2 separate regions of the Mus musculus genome follow, and region 2 is linked to region 1. A link is a contact called in public ChIA-PET data. All regions are on one chromosome and are shown on one strand. Each heading gives the region's core, a stretch centred on a gene start, on an enhancer-like site or on the middle of the called end of the contact. The rest is flanking DNA. Distances are from core to core; before and after follow the strand shown. Region 1 holds the start of Tbcd (tubulin-specific chaperone d). Region 2 overlaps Tbcd (tubulin-specific chaperone d).

Region 1 (6,072 bases), core at 2,557-5,056:
CTTTGACTCTCTGTCTGTCTCTGTCCCCCACCCCTTGTGTGTGTGTATGTGTGTATTGAACTTGGGACTCATACAGACTAGGCAAGCACTCCACCCCTGAGGTAGTTCTAGCCCAATCTCTGTCATTTAACTATAGCATTTGTTTCTGACCCTTTGCCCTTTGTGTTTATTGGGTTTGGGTTTGGTTCTGCCACCTTAATATTTGTTATTTGTTTTACTTTTTTTTTTTTTGGTCCCTTTAATCACTTGTAGTGGTTTGAATAAGGATGGCTGCTGCAGGCTCAGTATTTGAATGCTTAGTCACTGTGCTTAGGGAATGAATTGTTTGAAAAGATTAGGAGTTTGAAGTTTCAAAAGCCCATGCCAGGTTCAGTCTGCCTCTCTCTCTCTCTCTCTCTCTCTCTCTCTCTCTCTCTCTCTCTCTCTCTTGCCCTGTGGATCAGGATGTAGCTCTCAGCTTCCTCTCCAGCACCGCATCCCACCAGGTTCCCCACCGCAAACATGAAGGACAAAAGTTCTGACTGTGTAAGCAAGCCCCCTATTAAATGCTTTGGTCATGGTGTCTCTTCTTTTGGGTAAACTGCTTCATGATTCCACTTGTATTTTCAGTTGGTTCACTACAGTTTGCTGTGTTCTTGGTGGTCACTAAAGCTGTCCTGGGGCCACGAATGTCGTGGCCTCTCCTCTTGTTGCTCAGGTGAATGAATGGCAGGAGGACTGGCCGACCTTCTTCACTCGACACCGGCTCCAAGCTCAGTTGGATCTCATTGAAAAGGACTATGCTGACCGAGAGACACAAGAGCTGTGGTCAAGGCTACAGGTGAGCACAACGTTTATTTCTCTGGGAAGAGGCTGTCCCTTAGGAGCCCATAATATGCATGTGGGGGCCTCTTAGGACTGAGTCAGAATAGGAAAAAATGATGGTAGAGAGGGCTGGTCAAGTTGTGGGTATTTCAGCCACCACCTTCTTATCCTGTAGGTGGAGGGGGGAGGATGGGACAGATCCCTGCTTGAGGTCTTCAATCATTTCACTTGTCCACTCTTTTTTGTTTTGTTTTGTTTTGCTTTTCAAGACAGGGTTTCTCTGTATAGCCCTGGCTGTCCTGGAACTCACTCTGTAGACCAGGCTGGCCTCGAATTCAGAAATCTGCCTGCCTCAGCCTCCCAAGTGCTGGGATTAAAGGCGTGTGCCACCACTGCCTGACTCTCACTTGTCCACTCTTGTCCTCATTTTTTGTCCCTCTGCCAAAGACCCCAGTGTGTCACCCTTAATGAAGGTGTGTGTTCTTGCATCACTTGTTTCAAAACAGAACTCCAAAATATTAGAAACACAATTCATCTATCAGTCTAGGGTAGTGTTTCTCAACCTGTGTGTTGTGGTCCCTTGGTGGTGGGGAGGTCAAGAGACCCCTTCACAGGAGACAAATATCAGATCTTCTGCATATCAGATATTTACATTACAATTCATAACAGTACCAAAATTACAGTTATGAAGCAGCAGCAAAATAATTTTATGGTTGGAGACCACCAGAGCATGAGGAGCTGTATTGAAGGGTCAAAGCATTAGCAAGGTTGGAGACCCTGGTCTAGGGTGAACATGCATCAAAGATTTGTTATTTAATAGAAGAGATGCAGGTACATATGTGTAATAACATAAAAATACCATTTAGAGGGTAGGTACCAAACTACATATTCTACAGCATAAAGCCCAAACAACTCTGAGGTTTTCTCTAAAGCTTTTGGACTCATTTGGTAGTGGCCAGAGTGCTAGACAACGTTACAGTCAGGAGTCAGGTGGGCTTCTTCCCTGGGCCTGGTAGATTATTCGGTTGGCCTCTGGATGCCTCCATGGCTCTCTGCTTTATTTCCAAGCACTGGATAATGGGCCCCTGGGTCTTCGAGTCCCATGTAATAATTTCTCTTCTAGGTGAAGATCCCGGATCTGTTTGCGGGTATAGAGATTGTCCCTGCCCTGCTCCATGGAGACCTCTGGTCTGGAAATGTGGCTGAGGATGACCAGGGACCCGTAATTTATGATCCAGCCTCCTTCTATGGCCATTCTGAGTTTGAACTGGCCATTGCATCGATGTTTGGGGGGTTCCCCAGATCCTTCTTCACTGCCTACCATCGGAAGATCCCAAAGGCTCCAGGGTTCGACAAGCGCCTGCTGCTGTACCAGCTCTTTAACTACCTAAACCACTGGAACCACTTTGGACGGGAGTACAGAAGCCCGTCCCTGGGGGTGATGAGGAAGCTGCTCAGGTAGCAGAGGGCTGGACCTAATAAAATGTCAAACTAGATCCCTAACTGGGCTACTTTTGAGTCGGCCTACAACGCATTCATCCAGAGGCTGAGGTTATGGCAGCGCAGCAGTTTCCAGGGAGCTCCGTATGTAGCTCAGGCTGACACCACAGCAGCACTGTTGCGGGCAAGCTCCCACCTCAGCGGCTGAAGCCCCAGGTACCGCAGGCGAATAGGGAAGGAAGCCACCATGCTAGCCCGTTTGGCTCCGGTCCTTCAGTTACAATCACTGCCAGACACTCTCTAGCACCTCACTGTTTTCTATTTTTTTAGATTTTATTTTGCGTACTCATGTGCTGAAATATGTGTGTATAGGTCAGAGTACAACTTGTGGTTCTCTTCTTCTTCCACTATGTGAGGACCAAACTTGTTACCCCACAACATATCTGAGAAGACTGCTAGGATCTATATTTAAGCCAATAGAAAGTCTTTATTAGCAGGCCAGTGACTACCCTGGGTATTCTGGATCCCAGCAAAACAGTGATCCTTCTCATGAACTTTTAACCACACACACACACACACACACACACACACACACACACACAAATATGTTCTAGGTTGACATACTTCAGTTATCAACAATAGTGAGCGAGAAGTAGAACTAGAGAAGCCAAAAAGCAAAGTTAGCACATTCAGAAACTTTTCAGGACCTACGGACTTTGAAGGATCAAGTCTTTGTTTTTTAGTTTGCCCCGTGGGTGCTGTCGAATGAGTTTTACAGCCTGAATGGCACTTTAATCATGGAGTAGGATGTGCTAAGGTTTGGGGGCCTACTGTTACACATTCAACTCCCGAGGCTTAGTGAAGGAGACTTTGCACACTAAACTATCTAACCACTCCAGTCTTCTACTTCCCAGTGAGGTCTGTTCTGGTGAATGCAGGGCCAGCAGCGTATAGCTCACGTCTTTTCTCAGGACTGCTTTGGGTGGTCATGATGGTGCTGTTTGAGGTCACGGCAAAAGCCTTCATCCTGGAGCAATACCCCATTGTCTCCTACACCCTTAAAGCACCCCCCCGCGCCCCACTCCTGCAGGTGCTCAGACATCATTGCCCCATTCTTGCCCCCACACTCAAAACCCATTCCTCCCCTGCGTTCATACACCACCCGTCCTATTCTGGCTCTTTCTACTAGTTCAGCTTTCCTGCGCTGTCCACACTAGCTCAAAACCTTCCATGTTCCTGCCCCCAATTTCAAACCCAGTTATTTCCTTAACCTTACACACACTCAAGCTCCAGAAGGCTTCCAACACTAGAGTTCATTCCCTGTAAAGATCGTACCGGCCCACTGCTCCGGCCACACCCTCCTTAGCCCCACCTCTTTTGGGCTCCACCCACTCCCTGTTGAGGCTGTAGACATTGGAGGCTTAGTTTTTCTGGTGCTTCCCTTCACTCACGCAAGCATCATTTTGCGCGCTGAGCCGACTTCGCGTGAGCTGTTTTGTTGGCTTGCGCGCCCCGTAGTTGGGGGTCGAAGGTCTCAGGGCGGGGCTGGCAGTTCTCGTGCTGTATCTCTTTTCTTCCCGGTTGCCGGTAGGGTTCTTACGGAAGCTGCTGGCAGGATGGTACTGAGCAATGAGCCGGCTGCGAGCGCCGCCGAGGAGGAGGTGGAGGATGATGCGCTTGTTCGCGCCTCCGCCCTGGAAGCGTTCGGCGAGAGTGCGGAGACCCGCGCGCTGCTCCGCAGCTTGCCGGCGGTGCACAGAGAGCGCGCGTCCCGGGAGGTGGCGGAGGAGCGGTTCCGCGGTGCGGGCGGGGCCCCGAGTCTCTATCTTGAGGTCCTTGCATCTGGGAGGAAGGGACCTGGGGAGCCATACCTCCTGCCTTCCCTGCCATGTCCAGGAACTGAGCAAAGCATGCTTGAGACCTCTCTGTGGATAGGGAGGGAACCAGCAGAATTGTTGGATGAACCTGCCTCCTACGAGAGCGCTCATGGCAAGCAAAGAGGAGCGGTCTGGCACGGCGCTCCTATGGGGCTGCGCTATGAGGCCAGGATTCTGCAAACTCAGAGCTCCACGTTTATCTGGGATCTCCGTTCCAGGCAGAGCAGGAGAGTGGACAGTGCCATTAGATTCCTTTGGTGGTTCTAAATCCCCCAAGTTTAGGTAGGCCTTTACAGTCGTTTGTAATGGATACTGTCCGTCATAGTTTTTGTCAACCTTACACAAACCTAGACATACCTCGGAAGAAATCTCAAGTGAGTAATTGCCACCACCAGATTGGCTTGTGGGCATGTCTTTGCGATATTTCTTTAATTACTAATTGATAAAGGACGGCCCAGCCCACCGTGAGATGTACCATCCCTGGCCTGTGGCTCTGAGCTGTATAAGAAAGACAGCTGAACTTGAGCCTAGGAGCAAGCACGCAAGACTCCTCCGTAGTTTCTGCTTCTATTTGCTTTGATTCATCCCTACACTTTTCTCAGTGATGGGCTGTGAAAGCCAAATAAACCCTTTCTTCCTCAAGTTGATTTTTGGCCAGTTTCATCACAGCAACAGAAAACAAAGACAATGTCCAAATGAGCCCTTTGATAATTAGAGTTTTGTACTTGAACAAAATCATCTTTGTGTATTCCTTAGCTAAAAACATTCTCTCCATAATGTCTTTTTTTTTTTTTTTTTTTTTTTGGATGGGGCTCTAGTTTTTGGGTAAGACAGAGTGGTGGGCTTTGTCTGAAGTGGCAGGTGAGAACTGCAGAGGCAGAGAAACCATTGGATTGGGTAGAAACATTAATTTGCTGGTAGGGGTTGGAAAGCAGGTGACCAGGGTTGGGGAGGTTGTACAGTTATTGGTTTGAACATTGTTGGAAATGAAAGGCATCGTGCTAGGCAGGGGAGGGCTCAAGAAGTGAAGAGGGTCTGACTAGCAGGGGAAGGTGGAGTTGTAGAGAGTTGGAGCACCAGCATATGTGTGAGAAGAGATCGGAGGGCAAGATGTGCAGAGCAAAAGAAGAGCAGGAGGTGTGGTCACACTGGTCCTCAAGAGCCTGACAGATGTTGGGCAGCTGTGAGCATCTGTCAGCAAGAAGCCAGGTGTGTCCCTGGGCGTTACAAGGACTAGGAAGACCCTAGCTGTTCCATTAGAGTTACTGAGAGACGTGAATTTCCAAGGCTCACCTGATTTGATTTTCATGTTATTTTCCTTTTAGTAATTATGGACAAATACCAGGAGCAGCCCCACCTCCTGGATCCACACCTTGGTAAGCATAGATTTTGGTGGTTCAATATCAGATGATCGGGAAGGCTTATGTGTATAGCTGGCACCTGTGTGCTATCAGCAGAAGGTGTCAGATGAAATGTCCCTAGAGCTCTGTCTTTTTTTTTTTTTTTTTTTGTCTGCTGGATGGTTTTATAGACCTGTGATAATGAATAGCTTCGAGTTCAGATACCGATCTTGATTGTGTGCAGGTGTGTCTAAGCTACTTTCTGCTTGTTCCTATTGAAAGAACACATCTTTTCTTATATGTGTTTTAGTCAGTTATGTGTGAATAGCTGTTATCTTCCTGGTAATTGTTTTGCAGGGTCATATGCTTTATAAAGGTCCCATTTTACCTGCACAGCAGTTGATGAGGTCATCTGTCATCTCCATTATGTAGAGAGACACTAAGGTTGTTATCAGGACATTAGTACAAGAGTGTTGTGCAGGACTATCCTCCAAGCTGAACAGCTACCATCTGTGGAGCTCAGCTGTGTGCCCTGATTATCCCAGTTGGACTTGTTGACTATTTACATTCCATCACATGGAGGCAAGAAGGATCACAGACCCTCACCTGAG
Region 2 (6,072 bases), core at 2,660-5,159, 110 kb after region 1:
CAAACAAAACAAAATGAAATATAAATCTTAAAGGGAGGGGTTGCAGAAGTTACAAAATGGTAAGAAGCAAAAAGTATCCTGTTTTTCCCTCTTGAAACTTGTTGGTAGTACCCTGACCCCCACTGTGAGGCTCTGTGATTTCTGGAGATGGCACACATTTCTGTGCTGGTGCTTACCAGTCCTGTGGGATCCTTGCACGTATGAGTGCTCTCAGCCCCCTAACCCATATTGGGATGTCTACCTAGGTCAGGGGTGTTTCTTCTGTTACCTCTGCCACCTCTGCCTTACGCCCTGTGCCTGACCCACCTCTGCTTGCCAGGATGGCGCACTGTGCGAGGCTGTGTGTTACTTCTCTCCATCTCCATAAGAAGCTGGTGTCAGCGCCTGACTCTAATCCCGGTTGGGACTCAGCCGTGTATGCTTTGGGGAAAGTTCAAACCCCACTGGGCAATAAGCCAGGCATAAGGGGCCATTGTCATGTTGGTCAGACAGTCCTAGGTCGGACATCGTGAGAGACAGGGAAAGTGGTCAACAAAGAAAGAAGAGTCATCCGTACAAGGTTTACCTAGAAGTACTTAGTTTTCTTTACGTTCAGATGGGCCGCTGTGAGCCCCAACTTGTTTGTTGCCTGGCATGTAGGCCTCAGGTAGCTCAGAGAGCTGGTTGGAAACAGGTTTGCCCTCTAGGAGGCAGCGCTGATATGTTGGGAATGGTGATGAGTTGTGATCATGGGGTTCCTAAAAATGGGTGTTTTAGGAGTTGGTTTCTACTTACTGACCTGTATAGTTTGTTCTCAGAGTTAAATTCCGGGATCTTCCTTGGGGTGTTAGTGTGAAAATGTATTCCTAGTGAAAGGTCACTGTCAGGTTCCATCTGATCTTCTAAATAGAATTCTTACCCTGTGGCTTTAAAGAGCACTAGGACATAGCAACAGTGACAAGCCACCCCAGGGCTCTGGTCAGCCAACAAAGAGGGCTTTTATTTAAAAAGTGAAGCCATGGGTCATTTACACTGAACTGTGTTTGTTTTGAATTATCTTCTGGTGTTTAGCAGAGGCAAACCTCACTCACCTGCTGTGTTTGTTCTCTTTGCTCCTCAGGCTGCCTTCCAGGAGAACGTGGGGAGACAGGTATGGCCACTTTATAAATCTTTATTTCTGAAACTTCCTGTAGGCTTAGAGGTAGGAACCCTGGCAGCTTTGGTTTCACATCTTCTTCTACTGTTGGGTGTGGGTAATGGATGAGGCTTACCTCAGAGCAAGCTAATAAACATGGCAGTTCTGGTCCAAGACTCACCATAAGGTGACCAGGGAGCACTGAGTCCCACGTGTCTTTCAGGAAACCCCGTGTGAGAGTGTTTCAGGCATGTTCTGATTTTGCCTCACGTATTGTTGTGGGCTATACACGTGTCAGGCACCAGGTGGCTTGGAGGAGGTGGCTGAGCCCCTGGATCCTGTAGGTCCCTGACCGTCCCTAGCTTGTGATTTGGAGGCTGGCTCCTCCTGCTCTTGATGTTCAGTAGTACTGTAGCTGTGCTCGGGGTTGCGTAAACTGTGCCCATTACACAGCTGATACCCATTACAGACCTTGAAAGAAGGGTTTAAATTCATCCATGTATAAGATTCTGTATAAAGTTGGTCTAGCAGGAGACTAGAGAGGGATTAGGGCATTGGTTCTTAATCTGTGGGTGGCTGCCCCTTTGTGGGTGGTCTAATGACTCTTACACAGAGGTTGCCTACGACTGTCAGAAAACACGTATCTACATTATGATTCATAACAATATCAAAATCACACTTATGAAGTAGCAGTGAAAATAGTTTTGTGACTGGGGAATCACTACACCACGCGGAGCTGTATGAAAGGTTCCAAGCATTAGGAAGGGTGAGAGCCATGGGTTAGGGTCCGAAAGCATTAGGAAGGCTGAGGACCATGGGTTAGGCTCTGAACAAGGTGGGCAGCTGCCAGCATGAGTCTGGACAGGGAGGAAGAGTCCCTGAGAGAAAACAGCTAAGAATGACTGATTTAGGGTTTTATCTCAGTTAGGGTTTTATTGCTGTGAAGAGATACCGTGTCCACAGCAACTCTTATAAAGTAAAGCATTTCATTGGGGCTGGCTTACAGTTTAGAGGTTTAGTCCATTATTGTCATGGTGAGAAAACATGGTGCTGGAGAGACTTCTGTGTCTGGGTCCACAGGCAACATCAAGAGACTGTGAGCCAGTAGATTTGGTTTGAGCTTCTGAGATCTCAAAGCCCACCCCCTAGTGATGCACTTCCTCCATCAAAGCCACACCTACTCCAACAAGGCCACAACTTAATAGTGCCACTCCCTATGACCAAGCCTTCAAACACAGGATCCTGTTTGCACCATTTCTATTCAAACCAGTTTCTTGAGTGCTTGTTAATGCTACAAGTGAGGAAGGCAGAAGGATAGCCCTGCGCTATGCTGATGTGAAGAGTAGACTTGTGTGAAGGCTGATGGGGCTTAGAGAGGTCAATGCCAAGAGGGGTGTGCTCTAGGTGAGAGAACCTGGAGATGGCTTGGGTCAAGAATATTGTGAGGACAGATAGATGTGTCTATAGTAGAGGATGCTGGGCGTGGTCCAGGAAGTAGTAGGCCTGCCCAGAGGAATGGACTCCTCCACTGGGTTGGTCTACTTATGATGAAGGTCTTGACACCAGCATTAATTAGATCCTGGCCAAGATCCCTGAGTGGCTAGTTGAGCATGCTCTATAGCAGGGATGTGTGTGTATGAATGTCTGCTAGGTTCCCTTGCTATCGCCTAGGAGTCTTTGCAGGTTATGATTAACCAGTGAGTAGTTGCCATGTCTAGGACCAGCATGAGGATGCATCATCCTGTGGCTGCTTAGAGTGTTGCTGGGTTACAGCTGTGTGCTGGTGGTTTGCCCAGACCCCAGACGACCCTGTATTCAAGTGAGAATGCTAGAGTGTGAGTGCTTAGTCCCCTTTCTGGGAAGGAAGGACAGCTGTCTGGCCAGGCCGAGCCTTAGGCTGTTGCTTATTCTGGTTGAGTGATATGGGTACTGCTGAGCACAGTTCAGACCTGTCCTTCCTTCTCGGCCACAGCCAAACCTGTGCTTGCACTTGCTTGCCCAGTCATGTGCTTTGGTCTTCTTGGGAATCCGGCTGCAGTCATAGTAACTTTACTTAGGCTGTGGGCTTCTCTCTCATATATGAGAGAATGAGTCTGGGGTCTCCTTGATAAATAACTATACAATCCAAAGCATTTTTGTAAAGCAAAAGGTTTCACTTATGCAGAAAAGTGCGAAGCTACTCAATCCAGCAAGCAAGCACACCCAGTAGGGGTCCTGCTCTGCTTTTAACCCCAGGGTGAGGGATTCTGTGCCCTACTCTGGGTGGTTTGAGTGGTTGGAACTAGGACTCATAAAACTTAACAGGCTAATTCAAAACGGACTAGCATTTTGCTAGGGAGAATAGAACTTGAACATGTATCTTGACTTTAAGAATATACTAATCTGGGGGCTAGAGAGATGGCTCAGCGGTTAAGATCACTTACTGCTCTTCAAAAGGTCCTGAGTTCAAATCCCAGCAACCACATGGTGGCTCACAACCATCTTTAATGAGGTCTGACAACCTCTTCTGGGGTGTCTGAAGACAGCTACAGTGTACTTACATATAATAAATGAATAAATAAATAAATCTCTCTCTTTTTTTAAAGACTATACTAATCTGGAGATAGTCTAACTTAGTGGTGTCTTTACCAATTTCTCTAAACATGGAACTACTTCTGTCTTCTTTCAATTCTGATAAAGACAGTACATTTCATTTACATTCCCCACACCAACTGTGAGGTTGGTTTACACAGGAAGTGGTTAGAGCACCCAGAGTGTGCACTGTGCAGATCAAGCAGCCTCTAGCAATCCCCCTCCGGCTCACCCCCTGGACGGCTTTCTGGTACATAAGATACCTCAGTTGGTTGTTCTCCTCCTGTGCTGAGGGGGAGACAGCTTGTCTTTGAGTAGATCGATCCCTGTGTGAGGTATGGGATGTGGCAGGTAGGTGCTGGTGGTGTGTGCCTGGTGCTTTTCTTGGCTTTTGCCTGTTAGACTTGTGCCAGCTTTGTGCAGAGATAGGGAGCCTTATCTCCTACAGGGATGGAGCCACCTCTGGGCCAATAGCTATAAAGCTTCCTACATACTTATATTTGTCAAGAAAGTTATTTATATGGTTTCTAGATTGTAATATTTTTTTCACCACAAATGATAATATTTGGTCATACCAATCACGTGACAGTTTTAGGGCAGGGGCTCCACAAGGAGTATTCTTGGTAGGTGAGGATGAGGACCTGCCTCTGGTTTTGGGGGACTGATGGCTTGCTGTTAGTGATGCTCTTAGAGGTTGGCTGTTAGCCCTGAGCCTGGTTGTTTCTGTCAGCCACATCCATCCTTGTGGCAGCTAGTGAGGTGTGGGTCCTGGTCCAGGTTTCAAAGCCAGGCAGGCGCTTGCCTAACTTCCATTGGCCTTCCTGCTCCAGCAGGCTCTGGAGGGCTATGCTGTTGTCTTTGTGACCACAGAGGGAGACCAAGCACCATGAGTAAGCACTTGAGCACCGCTGAGATCTGGTGTCACTTTTATAGCATTTGAGTTGAAACGGTTTTGAAGAAGAAGTTGCACTGAGTGCAGCCCCTGGTGGGCAGGCAGGGCAGTGGGATGAGCAGTGACATACCAGGTGGTCCTTTCCCGTGAGCCCTGTGGCTCAGCCTCAGCCGCCTGCCCGTTGTCCCCTCAGAGGCCGTTTCTCACCTTTCAGGTTTTTTCTCTATTTTTACTTTTTTAGGGTACTTTCCCTCATGGAATTGATATTTTGACTACAGCAGACTATTTTGCAGTTGGTAACATATCTAACTGTTTCCTGATTATAAGGTAAGTTTTAACGTGTGTAATATAACTGTCTCTTTGACTTGGGTGTCAAAATTCACCTTCAATATTTCCTTCATTATCCTGTGGTCTGTATATAACTTATGTTGTAGAGAGGGAATTGAGCTGAGAACAGCTTCTGAAACCGTTCTCATACCAAGTTCATCCTGCACGGTACACGCTGGAGAAATGGGCACCTGCTTGTGCTTCAGGGCTAGGGCCACACATCTTCTCTGGACATTAATCTTCTCCTTGTCCTCCTGGTTGGTGCTTTTCTGCCTTGGAACTGTACAGGGAATAGCCACAAGCACAGCTATGCATGCCCTTCTGTGTGACAGCTTTCCCACCTGGTGTCACACATGTATTGATCTTTCAAAATGACATTTTGGATTTGAAGTGACTGTGATTGATTTTTGTTGTTGTTGTTTGTTTGTTTCAATAAAATGTGTTCCAAGTTGAAATTATCTGATTGTTTCTCAGGTGAGTATGATAGAGATATTTGAAAATTCAAGTCAAGGGATAAATATTTAACCCTTAACTGCTGTTTTCAGAAATCACATCCAATTATTTTTGCTGTATAACATAAATACTAGGGAGCAGTTTCACACTCTAACACCAATGTGAAAAGGGTATGATGCTTCGTGAAGTAGTTTATTTGCCTTGAATTAGGAGAAACATGTCAAGTGCATTTTAAAGCATTTTTGACCACTGTAAACCCTCGGGGTAGATTTCCTGACAGCCATGCTGTGCAGACCACGCAGAATTTACACCTCTCCATAACCAGCTTTGACAGACTTTAAAAAAAAGAAGAAGAAGAAAATAATAACTAAAAAAAAACTAAAGGGTGACCAGCCTCTTTTCCAGGAAGAATGCGATCATATTTGCCCTTGCCTGCATACCATTACCCCTCAGTCCAGCACTTCATGTCTGTGTCCACATATTCTTTGTCCTCTGATTATTAGCATGTGAATGTTGTATATGAGGGTCTCTGCCCTTTCTCAGAGATTCTTAGGTAAAATAGCTGGTAGTTTGGCAAATTTTACTTGTTGCTAAGGTTCCCACACCAGTCTAAAACTTATACATACTTTATAATGTCCATTCTGTAAACATGCATGACAGGGGGCTGGAGAGATGGCTCAGCAGGTAAGAGCACTGATTGCTGTTCCGAAGGTCC

What was found. ChIA-PET counts read pairs in DNA pulled down with a chosen protein or histone mark.
Region 2: an RNA polymerase II ChIA-PET map of memory CD8 T cells shows a contact between it and region 1, with 49 read pairs. The contact joins the enhancer-like site here to the promoter of Tbcd in region 1. A contact is called at or near these places in 7 of 39 promoter capture datasets (embryonic stem cells, hematopoietic stem and progenitor cells, hippocampal neurons and 3 more), 1 of 484 Hi-C or Micro-C datasets (morula), 2 of 115 datasets of contacts at active chromatin or transcription factors (embryonic stem cells and memory CD8 T cells) and 2 of 9 other capture datasets (adipose tissue and pancreatic islet).

The regions. Positions count from the first base shown.
Region 1 is chr11:121,448,185-121,454,256 of GRCm38.p6, forward strand. Tbcd (tubulin-specific chaperone d) reads left to right here and starts at 3,807. Exons shown (of 39, transcript NM_029878.4): 1 at 3,807-4,044; 2 at 5,447-5,497. The coding sequence starts at 3,861. Fn3k (fructosamine 3 kinase) reads left to right here. Exons shown (of 6, transcript NM_022014.4): 5 at 698-820; 6 at 1,928-2,306. The coding sequence ends at 2,266.
Region 2 is chr11:121,555,857-121,561,928 of GRCm38.p6, forward strand. Tbcd (tubulin-specific chaperone d) reads left to right here. Exons shown (of 39, transcript NM_029878.4): 16 at 1,100-1,129; 17 at 4,819-4,904. Among named protein-coding and RNA genes, the nearest start is that of Zfp750, 40 kb to the left of the region's middle. Within about 2 kb of position 3,910, at least 84 of the 459 cell types and tissues checked have an H3K27ac peak or open chromatin away from gene starts, as enhancers often do. A contact at or near this core is called in hematopoietic stem and progenitor cells and memory CD8 T cells, where this site is marked.